Linked DNA regions of Zea mays: region 1 is linked to region 2. The links are chromatin contacts, called in public Hi-C maps. All regions are on one chromosome and are shown on one strand. Each heading gives the region's core, a stretch centred on a gene start, on an enhancer-like site or on the middle of the called end of the contact. The rest is flanking DNA. Distances are from core to core; before and after follow the strand shown.

What was found. A called contact is a pair of places that touch in the nucleus more often than the background predicts.
Region 1: a contact with region 2 is called in a Hi-C map of leaf, with 4 times the contacts expected there. The contact joins two enhancer-like sites. A contact is called at or near these places in 2 of 25 Hi-C or Micro-C datasets (endosperm and leaf).

The regions. Positions count from the first base shown.
Region 1 is chr5:100,741,533-100,748,137 of Zm-B73-REFERENCE-NAM-5.0, reverse strand. No RefSeq gene overlaps it. Among protein-coding and RNA genes, the nearest start is that of LOC103626749, 12 kb to the right of the region's middle. Within about 2 kb of position 2,602, at least 17 of the 20 cell types and tissues checked have an H3K27ac peak or open chromatin away from gene starts, as enhancers often do. A contact at or near this core is called in leaf, where this site is marked.
Region 2 is chr5:100,588,458-100,595,057 of Zm-B73-REFERENCE-NAM-5.0, reverse strand. No RefSeq gene overlaps it. Among protein-coding and RNA genes, the nearest start is that of LOC103626745, 71 kb to the right of the region's middle. Within about 2 kb of position 2,932, at least 18 of the 20 cell types and tissues checked have an H3K27ac peak or open chromatin away from gene starts, as enhancers often do. A contact at or near this core is called in leaf, where this site is marked.

The DNA of each region.
Region 1 (6,605 bases), core at 1,353-3,852, 150 kb before region 2:
GTCCTCGATGAAAATAGGAAAATTCTCTCTAGGGAAGTCATTACTAAAAAGATGACAGATGGGGGAGAGATGCTGAAGATCACCATCAAGTCCTCCAACACTAGGGGCAGGCGCAGACAGGTGGCGGGGCCAGGGCCCCTATTCTGCATATTGTGAACGGTCCAGCCCAAAGGCGTGGACGATCCAGATCTCCGGCGGATAGTCCGGCCAGTGTGGGCAGACGGTCTGGCAGTGACCAGAGGCAGCAACGACTACATACCTTCAAACCCCGACAACCTAAAATAGGTACGTGCAAACAAAATACAGCTAAAGCACCTGGTCGACTCATTAAAGTCGGCCCAACTTTGACCAACTGTTGTCTAAGTATGTCAACAAAAAGGCTAGTTACAATGATCGGCCGGTAAAGTGACCCTATTTGCCCACCCGAGGCAGGCAGGCAAAAGCAACTGGGTCATCTCAACAAACAAGGCCGAATAAATCGACCCAAAATGTTGTTCAATTAGTCCCAAACGCACAACTCACTTCAACACCATGGACCCCTCCACCTCAATATCCACCCATGCCATACCCACCTCAATTCTCATACCCTCATACATACATGCCCCTCCCATATGTTCGAAATCACATGTGGAGCATGTCGCCATACCCTTATGAGATGCAGCCACACCCAGCTTGGGGGGCACAAGAAACATATGTGTTTGATAGGCTGGCACCACCAGTACATGACCGATTGGGTCCTCCCCAATCTGGTCATCAGGAACAGTTTTTGCAAGGTTGCCAGAATACCCGGCCCCAAAAGCCAACCAATCCGGTAGGGGGCATAGGGAAAAAACTCCCACATCTATAGAATTCGCCCCATGTTCCAAGGAAGGAAAAGGACAATAGCTGGTGACATTATTAGAATAGGCACAACATGGGTCATCATTAATGGTTATAATGAATGGACGATGACCTTCGGTAAATTGGTCGAAACTAATAAAGAAAAAGATAAAGTCAATACCTGTAAAGCCCTAAAATTTGTATAAGGAAAAAAATTATTATTAATAATAATGAAATAAATAAATACATGGAGTTACATAACATCGTTTTGGGAATTATGTGTTTTCCCTTTTCTTTGTGAATACTCACTTAAGAGAGATAAAGTAGTCAAATAACAAATAAATAAATATAGAAATAGGCATCTCATGCTAAAGTTTTCTTGTATGTTGCATTTGAATTCAAATGTATGAGACAAGTTTAAGTTTGAAAAGTATAATTTGTAACCCCGAAAATTCCATTTTAGAGTCTATAACATTTTTTCTAAAAGATTGATGATCTTCAATTCACTAACCAAAACAGAGTATTTTTTTCCTTCATAAAAGTATAACATAAAAACTTTTCAGAGTATTTAAGTAACTCTTACTTGATTCTAAAGATAAGTAAGTAGTGAATATTCAATTTTAGTTTATTATTAACTTCTTGATCCTACAAAAAAATAATATTTTTCTAAAATGAATGATATGTGTGTGCATAATGGAAACAATTGCACTAGGGATCAAAATAATTAAATATAAGCATATGAAAATAAACATAAATAAATTCATATTGTGATCTTTGTGTGCTGCATATTATTTGGATATTTAAAAAAACAAATCACAATCAGATTTGAATTTGGCATGTGAAAATAAGGGGGGAAATTGGAAAAAAGAAAATAAATAAATAAAAAGAAAAAAGACAGAAACCTGTGCTGGGCCGACTTCCCTCCATTCGGCCCACGAATGAATTTCCCCAGCCATCCGCGCGCCGACATGTGGGTCCCTGGGTCCAGCGATTCCCCTCCTCCCGCGGCCCAGTTTCCTTTGCACGCGCCTCTCTTCGCTCTCGCTGACAATTGGGCCCAGTGCGTCAGCCACTTTCCCCAATCCCGTGCCCGTGAGTCCGATTGACCCGGGCACTCGTCGCGGATGACTCGCTGTCGAGTGGGCCCCTTTGTCAGTTCGTTCTTCTCCAACTGAACGCGCGTTTGGCGGACGAAAATCCCTCTCCGTGGTTTCCAGGCGGGTTGTTTCACCGGAACTTGGGTATAAGAACCCAGTAGCCGTGACCTTCTCTCCGCATTCCATCCAAGCACCGCCACCATAGGTCAACTAGGTGTTTTGTCGCACGCGCCGAAGCTTCGCCACGAGGGAGAACAGAGGAGAAACCCACCGCCAGACTTAATCTCCATGGGCGGGAGCCGGCTCGACCTCGGCGACCAGTCCAGAGGGAAGAGGAGCGCGTAGGGTAGATGTGCGGTGGGAGATTCAGGCTCGGGATCATGCGGTCCAATGGGAATTCGTCGCCGGCGTTCGAGGTTGCCGCCGCCCGCTCCTCACCGTGGTCTGGGCACTGGGCTGCATACATCTGGGTGTTACCCTTAGATCAATTCGCCTTGCTCTCCTCTACGCGTAGCGTTCATCTAATCTAAGTTTGGACATTGGAATCGTATCTCGGCTCGCACTGGCCATGGCGCCGCTGTACCCAAGAGCGGTGTTTCACCGGGTCGGCGTTGGGAAGTAGTGGACAGCGTGGTGGTCGTTGGTCTAAAATGAACGGCTGTGATCAAACACTGTGTAGCGATTCGGCTGGATCAATTGGGACCGTCGATCGTGGGATAGAGGGGCGAGATTGGACCGAGGATGTAAACCTTTAGTCATTGGATCTGGGCCGTCAATTTTGTATCGGACATATCAAGATTCGTACCGATTCGTAGTGGCCGGATTTCTAATCTGGGCCCTTGGGACTAGATCGGATGGCTCAAAATCCATCATACCCCTTCAGCCAGGGGATTATGTATAAGAGACCCTGGACATTTTAATAATAACCCGAGGTCCTTGCACCAGGAATCATAGTCTTAGGGGAATTGTGATTTAGGCCCCTGATCTTTTAAGAAATATTGTGCCTAGTCCGTAAGCTTAGGAAATTCTAGAAAATAATTTAGAAAAGTGTTTTTGTGTATAAAAATATATCCAGAACTTATTTAATTCATAGAAATTTCATTTTAACTTCTTTTTAATCCGTTTCAGTTGCATTAATTTTGTTTTAATATTGTCTATCAACTAATAGCACTGTTTAGCCAAGAAACTTGAATTAAAATTGTTCATTTGGATTAATCTATTCTAAGCACTAAATAATTTCGGAAATTCATAACTTAATAACCGTAGCTCCGAATTTAGTGGTTCTTGTTTCTACGATCTCGTTACGCAACGTAGAATATTGTTATGCAGTTTATTCTTATGTTTGGTGTGATGTTAATTTTGCCTATACATGTTTGTCTGTATTGCTACGTTTAGCAGTGAGGACACGTGTCATCTGAAGAGCAAGTTGGTACCTAGAATCTCAATTCCCAGGCAAGTTGTGCCCTTGATCACTCTTTTTTACCCACTCATGTTCTGATTAATCATAATGATCTACATAGGTTAATTTTGATGGGACCCAATAGGTTACCCTAGTTTGATTATCTTTATGGCTTGTTTACCACTGAACTTTTTGGGTAGTACTTGCTAGTGCTATATGTGGATTTGGGCATTGAGATACACATTTTTCATGATTATACTTTTGTTATCAGTTGTTATTTACTGTTCATGATAAGATCATTATGTTAATTGGAACATGGAGCGACCACCCGGGAAAACAGTGCTACCACAAGGGTAGTATGGGATGCCCTTGGCTGATTAACTAGGAAAGCTAGTGGATGACTACCTTACCCGAAAGGGGCAAGGGCAGTCGGGGAGTGGTCAGTGTAGGGAGGTCCTTGGGTTGATTTTGCTGCGATGACGGTTAGGTGAGGGATACCTGCATTGGAGCTTACTATAAACTGTAGCAGGTTTTCTGAAGCTAGTGGAACTTTATAAAGGCCTCGTAGTGTTACCCTGCCTCGCTTCCTTGGTAGAGGTGTATGGGGCCCGTACAACCCCGTGGCAGATGGATAACATGACTTGTGGGTAAAGATGTGCAACCTCTGCAGAGTGTAAAACTGGTATATCAGCCGTGCTCACGGTCATGAGCAGCTCGGACCCTCACATGATTAATTTATAGTACTTAAATTCAATTTGTCATATGCATTGCATCGCAGGTGTTGTTATTACTTTTGTTCTACTACTTAATTGGGTTTGGTATTTACCTATACTTAGTAATTGCTAATAAAATTTTGACCAACTTTAAAAGCAATGCTCAACTTCAACCATCCTCTTTGGTAAGCCTTAAACTTCACGTGAGCTCCCACCTTTGGCGAGTCATGCACATTATTCCCCACAACTTGTTGAGCTATGAACGTATGTGAGCTCACTCTTGCTGTCTCACACCCCCACAGGTCAAGGACAGGTATCGCAGGATGAGGCGCATGGAGGATGTTGTGATGTGTTCGTGAGAGGTCTAGGCCGTCGTCTCCCAGTCAACTTTGGGTTGCTGGACCGTTGTCTACTTATAATGTAATTATTTATTTATTTTGTATAGAACTCCTATTATATAGTAAAGATGTGACATTCGATCCTGTGCCATGATTCATCATATGTGTGAGACTTGGTCCCAGCACACCTGATGATTATGTTCGCGCCCGGGTCTTGGTGCCCCGAAACCCGGGTGTGACAATACCGCTAAAATAGTTGTCCTCAAATACTCCATGCCCCGATGGTGCCCATTGGGACTAACACACTCTCAAAAGTGCAAGTTGTAGCGCCTAAGAGCAAAATGAAGAAGGCAAGAGAAAGCAGAAAAAAATATTCAATGATACACACCCTAAGTAGACACCACCACAAAAAAGGTGGAGGCCTAAGGCCGTTGAAATAAAAGTGAAAGTTTCCTACAGGGGGACATATAGGAAACACCTGTAAATTATAAACTTTGAACACAAACTTCACCCGAGGTTAACGTTAGAATGAGTAGTAACGAAATCAGAGTGCGGAAGATAGTTCTTCTTGCCACGAGTTGCTCAATCAATGCGGGTAACTTTGGGACCTAATTCAAAATGATTGCAAGCAAGAGAACTTAGAGAGAGGGGGAGGAAGAATCAAATCGCAATACAAGATTAACACAAAGACAAGGATGATTTGTTTCCTGAGGTTTGGTTCCAAAAAACCTACTCCTAGTTGAGGAAGCCATGTAGGCTGGGTCTCTTTCAACCATTTCCCTCTCTCAAAATGTCACTTAGACCGGTTGAGTGCTTCTTCTTAATCTCGAGGGTCACTTAGACGTCGCAAGGATCACCACACAAGATGTCTCTTGCTAGCTTTACATGTTACTTGAGAGTTTAGAAGGATATCAAGAAAGCATGATCAAGAAACCAAGCAACAAAGAGCGACAAATGAAACACTAGCTCACACTCTCTAGAATCTATCACAAGGCACTTAATCACTAATGAAGACAATCACTATAGTTGCACTTGGAAGATCTTTGATGCTTGTGTGGGGCTTTGGAGTGAACTCTAGCTCTTTGCAATGAATGTGGGAGTTTGAATGACTAGATGCCTTGAATAGAGGTGGTTGGGGTTGTATTTATAACACTCAACCACCACATAGCCACTACCAATTTTCTGCCACACGCGGACGGTCCGCGCCACTAGGTCATACGGTCCGCCCCTGCATATCAACGACTAAAATCCCAACGGTCAGTAGTAACGGCTATAAGTGCATTAAATGTGTCGTCAAATGTTAGAAAAACAGTGATGGAGCTCCGACCGTGCACCCTAGACGGTCCACGAGGACGCTAAAAATAAATTTTACCGAACCCGTCAACTTTGGGGTTTTCTGGTTTTCAACGGGCAAACGGTCCGCGCCTGAGGGCTAGACGATCCGCGCTTGGTCTCAGACAATACTCTTCTCTCCTTCGAACAGTTCAGAGTAGAAGATCTGAAATTTGCGTAGTTCCTGTCCGAGGTGCACCGAGGTGTCGCGAACGGTCTACTGGATGGGCCTGGATGGTTCGCACACAGGCGATTTTCCAAAAATCTCTCATGTCCGGAAATCTACATTATTTCGGACAGTCGACTTAGAATTGAGATGGATAGACTTATGCACCTATGAAATAATCAATTAGGCAAACTAGTTAGTCCATTGGGTTGTGATGGTCATCAATCATGAAAATCCATTTAGAGAAAACGGTGAAGGCCATTTCCCTTTCAATCTCCCCCCTTTTTGGTGATTGATGCCAACACTGTAACACCCCTGGTGTTACGAGAACTAAAACTTTGGCATGACATCATATGCATTGGCATTTCATTATGTATGCTACACCTAGTTTGCATCCACTAGGCAAAAATTTCAATACAAACTTGTGATGTGATGATCTGACTTGATCAAAGAAGTCCTTGACCCTAAGATACGGTATTTCCCCAAGGATTAGAAGCATGTGGACTTGTGAGATGAGCATTAGAGGATGATCTCAAAAGGTTAGTAGAAATGCTCAAGAAAAATTAAACTTAGAGAGCTTAAGTGCCACATGTACCCTAGAACCCTCTAAACCCTAATTTGGAACCCTAAAACCCTAATTAGTGCCCTATTGGGTGATTTTGAGTTCTGTGCACTTTTAGCCGAAAGTGTATATATCAAAGTGATAGAGTGACAAAAGGTAAGCAACTTTCATGTTTGGGA
Region 2 (6,600 bases), core at 1,683-4,182:
GAGAAGCTACGAGACCGACAGGAAATAGTGGAGCTTCGTTTTGGGTTTCAAAACACTATGGCAAGCCACACAAATAAATAGACTTGATGTGCTTCACTGGGGCATTTCACAGTGGCAAACAAGCTACAGTAATACACACATCAACTGCATTGGCCACCACGTGTCACACCGGGATTTAAGGGCAACCTGGGTGCGTCTCATATGTGCGCCAAATCGATAACCGCACATACAATGACTCAATGTATAGAGACGAATGTCACAAACTTTATTATAAAATTAGAATGTATTATAAAATAGCTGATAGTAAATAAATCGAACTAATATAACTATCTCCTTGGCACCAACAGTTTACCGGGAGACGACACCTAGATCTCATTGAACTCGTCATAGTAGTCTTCCTTCGGGGGTACCTGCTCTTCACCTGTGGGAGGGTTTATAGCGAGAATGAGCTCACATACGTTCATCGCTCAACAAGTTGTGGGGAGTAATGTGCATGAACTCACTTACGGTGGGGACTCATGTGCAGTGTAAGGTTTATCAACAAATAAGGGTTAGGGCTGAGCATTGCTTTTAATGAGTTGGTCAAATTTTATTAGTAGTTACTAAGTATAAGTATATACCGACCCAAACTAAGAGATCACATTTATAATAAATCCCACAATGCAATGCATATGACAGATTAAGGTTTAATTGCATAACTTAGCCATGTGAGTGTCCGAGCCACTCTTGACCGTGAGCACGAGTGATATACCATTTTTACACTCTATAGAGGTTGCGCATCTTTACCCACAAGCTATGTTACCCATCTGCCAAGGGGTCTAGAAATCCCATTCATCTCTACCGAGGAGACGAGGCAGGGTAGCACTATGATGCCTTTACAAAGTTCAACAAGCTTCAGAAAACCCACTATGGTTTCTACAAGAAGGGGCAATATTGGGATCCCTCGTCCAAAAAGCTATCGCATCATGATCGACCCGAGAATCTCCCTATCCTGCTAGCTCCTCACACCGCGGTTGCCCTTTTCGTTTAAAGTAGTCCTCCACTAGCATTCCTAATTAGTCAGCCAAGGGCGTCCTATTCCACCCATGTGGTAGCACTATTTTTCCGGGTGGTTCTCCATGTTCCGATTAACAAAATGATCTTATCACGATCAATAAATAATCCAACAATAATGGTAAGCATGATCATAATTCAGATGTAACATTAATCCTAGTACCAGGTAAAGCTATAGCCAAACCACCTAATAGTTCATTTTTTTGCAAGGTGTAGGGTGAACCAAACTAGGGTAACCTATTAGGTCCCATCAAATTAACCTAAGCATGCCACAATGATTATAGAGAACTGCAATACCTAATTTGTAAAAAAATATAAAAGGTGAAATTATTTTCCTTTATATATATGACTTGTTTCTACCTACTATTACATGTAAACAAACACCATTAAAAAGGGATTAAAACCCAAATACACCTAAATAACCTATGCATCATGTTGGTGTTTATTTGTTTGTGCATTTGTCTACAAAGTTAATGATAGTAGAAATAAACAAATGGTGAAATAGACATTTAAACCTAAAGTTAGAAATTTAAAATGTGGAGAAAAGGAAGGAAGAATACTAAACAAAGATAAAGAAAATAAATATAAAAATAGTTAGACCTTCCATATTATTGGGTTCAATTTGTACATTTAAAATGAGTATAAGTTCATAGTTAAAATTGAATTCAAATTTGAATTCTAGAAATTAAAAGGAAAAGAAAAGGAAAAAGGATAATATAAAAGAAAAAGGGAAAGAAAAAACCATTATTGGGCTGATTCTCACCAGGCGGCCCCCTGTCGTGCCTCGCGTGGTCGGGCGCGCACGTGCCGCAGTGCCAACAAGTGTGCCCACGGGGGTAGTGACCGGATGACTGCTGAGCCCGCTTTGCCAATTCTGCGCCCATCTCTTGTTGCGCTGACTGGTGGCCCCCTTTGGTCAGTTCCTCGCTACCTCACCACGACAACGCGAGCTGTCTCCTTCACCGGAGAAGCCAGACCTCCCTCAACCACTTCCGCACCTTCCCAACGGATCGCTCGGGAGACCCGGCCTCGTGCATAAGAACCAGCTCGCCGTTCTTTTCTCCCCCTTCCCCTCGTCTTGGTCGTAGTGTTGCATAGAGAGTTGGTGAGGAGCTGAATATTAGCGCCGTCGTCGCCGTGCTCAGGAGTTCGCCGTAATTGCGACCCTGTGTCCAGCTGTCGGGGTTCGCCGTTGCGCACAAAGCGGGTTCATACCGGTATTTGGAGCGGATTCGGGCCATCGGGTGTCAATTCCTCGCTGGAGCAGGGCGGGTCCGGCCATCTCGCGTCACGCTGCGGACGAACGTCTCCAGGACTCTAGTGCTGGTATGGATCTCTGTGTTCCATTTGTCTCCTACCTTCCGTTGCGGTTACTGTGTAATGGCATAGTACGGGGTCGTAGGGTGCCAGGGATTTCCGGTCGGTGTGCGCCTCCGCCGTGGTTCCGCGGGCTGTCGTGGTCGGGCCCAGTCCACCTGTGGTTCACTAAATGGATGCCACGACAGGGTTCGCCATAGTCTTCTCTTTGTGTAGTGTCGCGCTTGGCTCATGGCACGCTCTTGCGCTTGCGATGGCTTGCACCGGCGAGGGTGCCACCGTGTATCACACTCGTGCTGTCGTTCCGTGGAAGGGAAAGAAAGAAGACGAACCTGCACGGTTCAATCATATCGTAGTTGAACGGTCAAGATCATATGATAGGATACCCCTTCGCGTGATTAGATCATGGTCGTAGGATTCAAGACGGACGATCGTGATTAGATCACGGCGTACCAATTCGCTCTGTGGGATCTGGAACGTTGATGCGGTAATGGATGGTTTAGATTAGATCACGGCAGGATCGCCCTTCATCCATTGATTTCGGATCGGACGATCGGGGTAGGCTACCCGTTTTATAACGCGATGATCTAATCTAGTGCGTCGGTTTTAGATCGAACGGCCATAGAGGCTCCATACCCTTTCGCTACGAGCCTTTTGCACACGAACCCCTCGGGTTCAGTGGAATAAACCCGCAGTCCAGTGCTACTATTGACTGAGTCTCGAGATTTTTACGTAGTCACCCCTTCCTTTTCCTGCATTTGTCGCACAGTCTAGAGAATAAGTAAAACCATATAATAATATCAGAAATTGATTTTTAACACAAAAAATTCTAGAAACTTGTGAAATTCATATAAAATTCATTTTATCTCCTTTGTAATAATATTGTTCATCACATAGTGTCTCTGTTTTGACATAAAAACTGTATTAAAAATTATCTCTTAATTAATCTTGTACCAAGCACATAAAACCTTTGGAAATTCATAACTTAAAATCCATAGCTCTAAATTTAATGATTCTTTTTCCTATTATCTTATTTTAGTATGTAGATTATTAATATGTATTTTGTATATATGTTTGGTGTGATGTTAATTTCCTCTTCGTACTATGCTTGTTTGTATTGTGGTGAGTAGAAGAGCCAGTGGCTGAGGATCCGAGTGTTCAGCAGATAGAAGTTGCTGAGTAGGAGCTCATTGAAGGCAAGTTGTGCCCTTGACCACTTTTATTACCCAATAATGTTCTTTATAATCATTTAATTCATGCATAGGTTTTATTTTGATGGGCCCAATAGTTCACCCTAGTTTGGTTATCTTGTTACTGTTGGGGACTTGTTCTCAAATGCTATGAATTAAGAATAAGGCAACACAAAATGTTAAACGTTAATGACCTTCGTCCTTCGAATTATTATCTCCCTTAGGATATAATGATCTTGGGACGAAGGTTTTGAAGGACATACCTTCGTTGATTGTGATATATGTTAATAAAAGGAGAAGCATATGAAGTACAAGAGACAACATAAACAATCATATAACATTATTAAATCATTCTCATCATATTACCATGAAAAGGTAAAAATAATATTGAATTATAAATGTACCTTCGGCTTGAAAGAAGATAAAAGTACAAGCGTGACGCACAAGTGAATACAAGTCAGCGTGAACAGTACGAGCGTACTGTTCATCTATTTATAGGCACAGAACGCAGCCTGTGAGAAATTACATTCATGCCCTTTATATTCACTATTGACTTATAGACAAATCTATGAGGACAAGATAGCCTTTTCCCCTTTAAGTCGGTTCCTTTTTCCGTTATTTAGCCGAAGCTCCCTTGCGCGTAGCTTCGGAGCAATTCCAACCTTCGTCATGATCATGCTTTTTACATCGTATATGCTTTTAACCCGAGTCCGAAGGTACCTGTTCATATGTCACACTTGGAAGATATTGTTAAATTACGTTTTTGAGGACCTTGGGAGGACGAAGGCCCCCAACAGTAGCCCCTCGCAGTATTAATTTGTTTAAGATAACAAGTTCAGACTGCGACATGTACGAAGGCCTTAAGCCGAAGGTTCGAAAAAGCACCTTCCCTTTGCTAGAATAGCAACAGCCAATGACGGATGGGCCCCCCTTAATTTGGAGCGTGCTGAGCGTATAAATAAGAACTCACACCAGCTATATTTGATACGCTGCTTGTGCCATTTGCTTTACTTCCTCAAATTCATAGCTCTTGCTCACTAACGCTTGCTAGTATTTCAAGCTTTCTGAGCTTCGGTTAAAAAGACGCATTTTCGTCATTTCTGAAGGAGAAATGTCTCAAGACAAGAAGGTTGCTGCTGAGACGAAGCTGACTAAAGAGGAGAAGCTTTTTGAGGAGAAGAAGGTTGTGAATCCTTACATTGCTGGATTTATCGAGTCTATGGCAAAAACAAATACAGAGAAGATTACTAAGGAGATACTGGAGGGCCTGTCTGAAGATACTGGTGACAGTGATAGTTATGATGCGGAAAGTGAGGGCGAAGATTCTGAGGATCGGCCCTGAAGACCAAGTCATTCGATTTTCGGTAAATCGACCATCAAATAAAGTCATCTTGAGAACATGAGAGGAAGATACTTTTGGGATATGTCTATTGTAAGGGCTAGCGGGGACACCAACGTCCCTGCTGTAATACTCAAAGTTGTATACAAAGAATAAAAGAGAGATCTCCTCATTTTATGTGCCTTAATTGCATCATGAAAAGAGCATACATAAAACCAAGGATGATTAAATTAAACCAATGATACTAAAATAAAAGAAAGTGCATTTGTTGGAGTTTTATATGTTTGTGCATTAATAAAATAATAAGGATAATAAGATAATAAATACTAGAAGTTGAATCAAAACTCTAAATTTGAAAATAGGGTTTTGAAAATAAAAAGAAAAGAAATACCACATAAAACATAGGGAATAAATATATACATAAATACATTCTCTTCATCTCCAAATGTAAATTGGCACATTTTGATATAAGTACAAATCCATAACTGAAATTCAAATTTGAATTTGAAATCTAAAAGGAGAAATGAAAACCTAAATTTGAAAAAAAAGAGAAAAGAATACAGAAAAGAAAAAGGAAAAGGTTAAAAGCCAGTTGGGCTGCCTCCCCTCAATTCGGCCCACCTACAAATCCCTCCGCGCGGCCCAACTAGCTGCAGTCTGTGCCGACACCCGGGGCCCACGTGCCCTGCGCTCCGCCTGTTACGCTGTCGCGCGGGCCTGTGTTGTCATCACCCAGCTCCGCGCAAATACCGCGCGATCCAACGACCTCCGCCGTCCTCGCCGTAGAAATCGGCCGTAGTGGCCATGTTCGCGCATGGATCTCGCTCGAGAAGTCCGCGGTCCTCCTCCCGACTCGCCCGCGTGGTGCGTAAATATCCTCCCGGCGCCTCGGCCATTGCACGTCCCTCCATTCCATTGCCAGCTCCGTGAACCGAGAGAAGAGAGAAGGCGGAGTACCGCCGCGGGTGAACTAGGGACCACCGTCGCTCCGGTGGAACTTGTAGGGGAGATAGCTTCGCACTCTCGGGTGGATCGTATCTGCTGTTCTCGTTGAGCTCATGTGGCCGAAAATCGGTGGCGATTGCTCGACGACTTTCCCCCTCCGTCGTGGTTTGCATCTCTGCGTGAACTGCGCCACCATCGTCACTAACCCAGGTAAGTGATGCCCAGAGCTATTCGTCGTGGTCTCTACTTCGTTTAGCACTAGGTTGATTCAGGATTGGGCGTCGGACGGTACGAGCAGAGCCCACGCCGGCGAACCTCCGCCTTGGGCACTCGGGTGCCGCCGTGGCCGGCCCGTCAGGGGAGAAGAAGATGATGCGTGGGGCCGTTGGATATCCATCATGCGGTTGGGATTAGATGCAGGCGTGTGGGGTTTTGAGCCATGGATTCACGGATCAGGGGCCAGGATCACCCCTGCATACCCCTTTTCGCTTGTGAGATCGTGACCATTGATCGCGTACTCGATGGCTTAGATTAGATCTAGGGGAAAGTTGGCCCTCAACCGTCGATCGTGCAGGGAATGGCCTAGATCAAATCTGGCGTATCCCTTCGAGTCATTAAATCCGAACCATGATTCCCATATCTGACGGCCTCGATGCGGTGCCGGTTCGAAGTTAATCTGGACCTAATCCGCGCCGTTCATTTGCAATCGTGCGACCCAGATACCGCCATACCCCTTCGTTAGGTTGATTTGCGTCT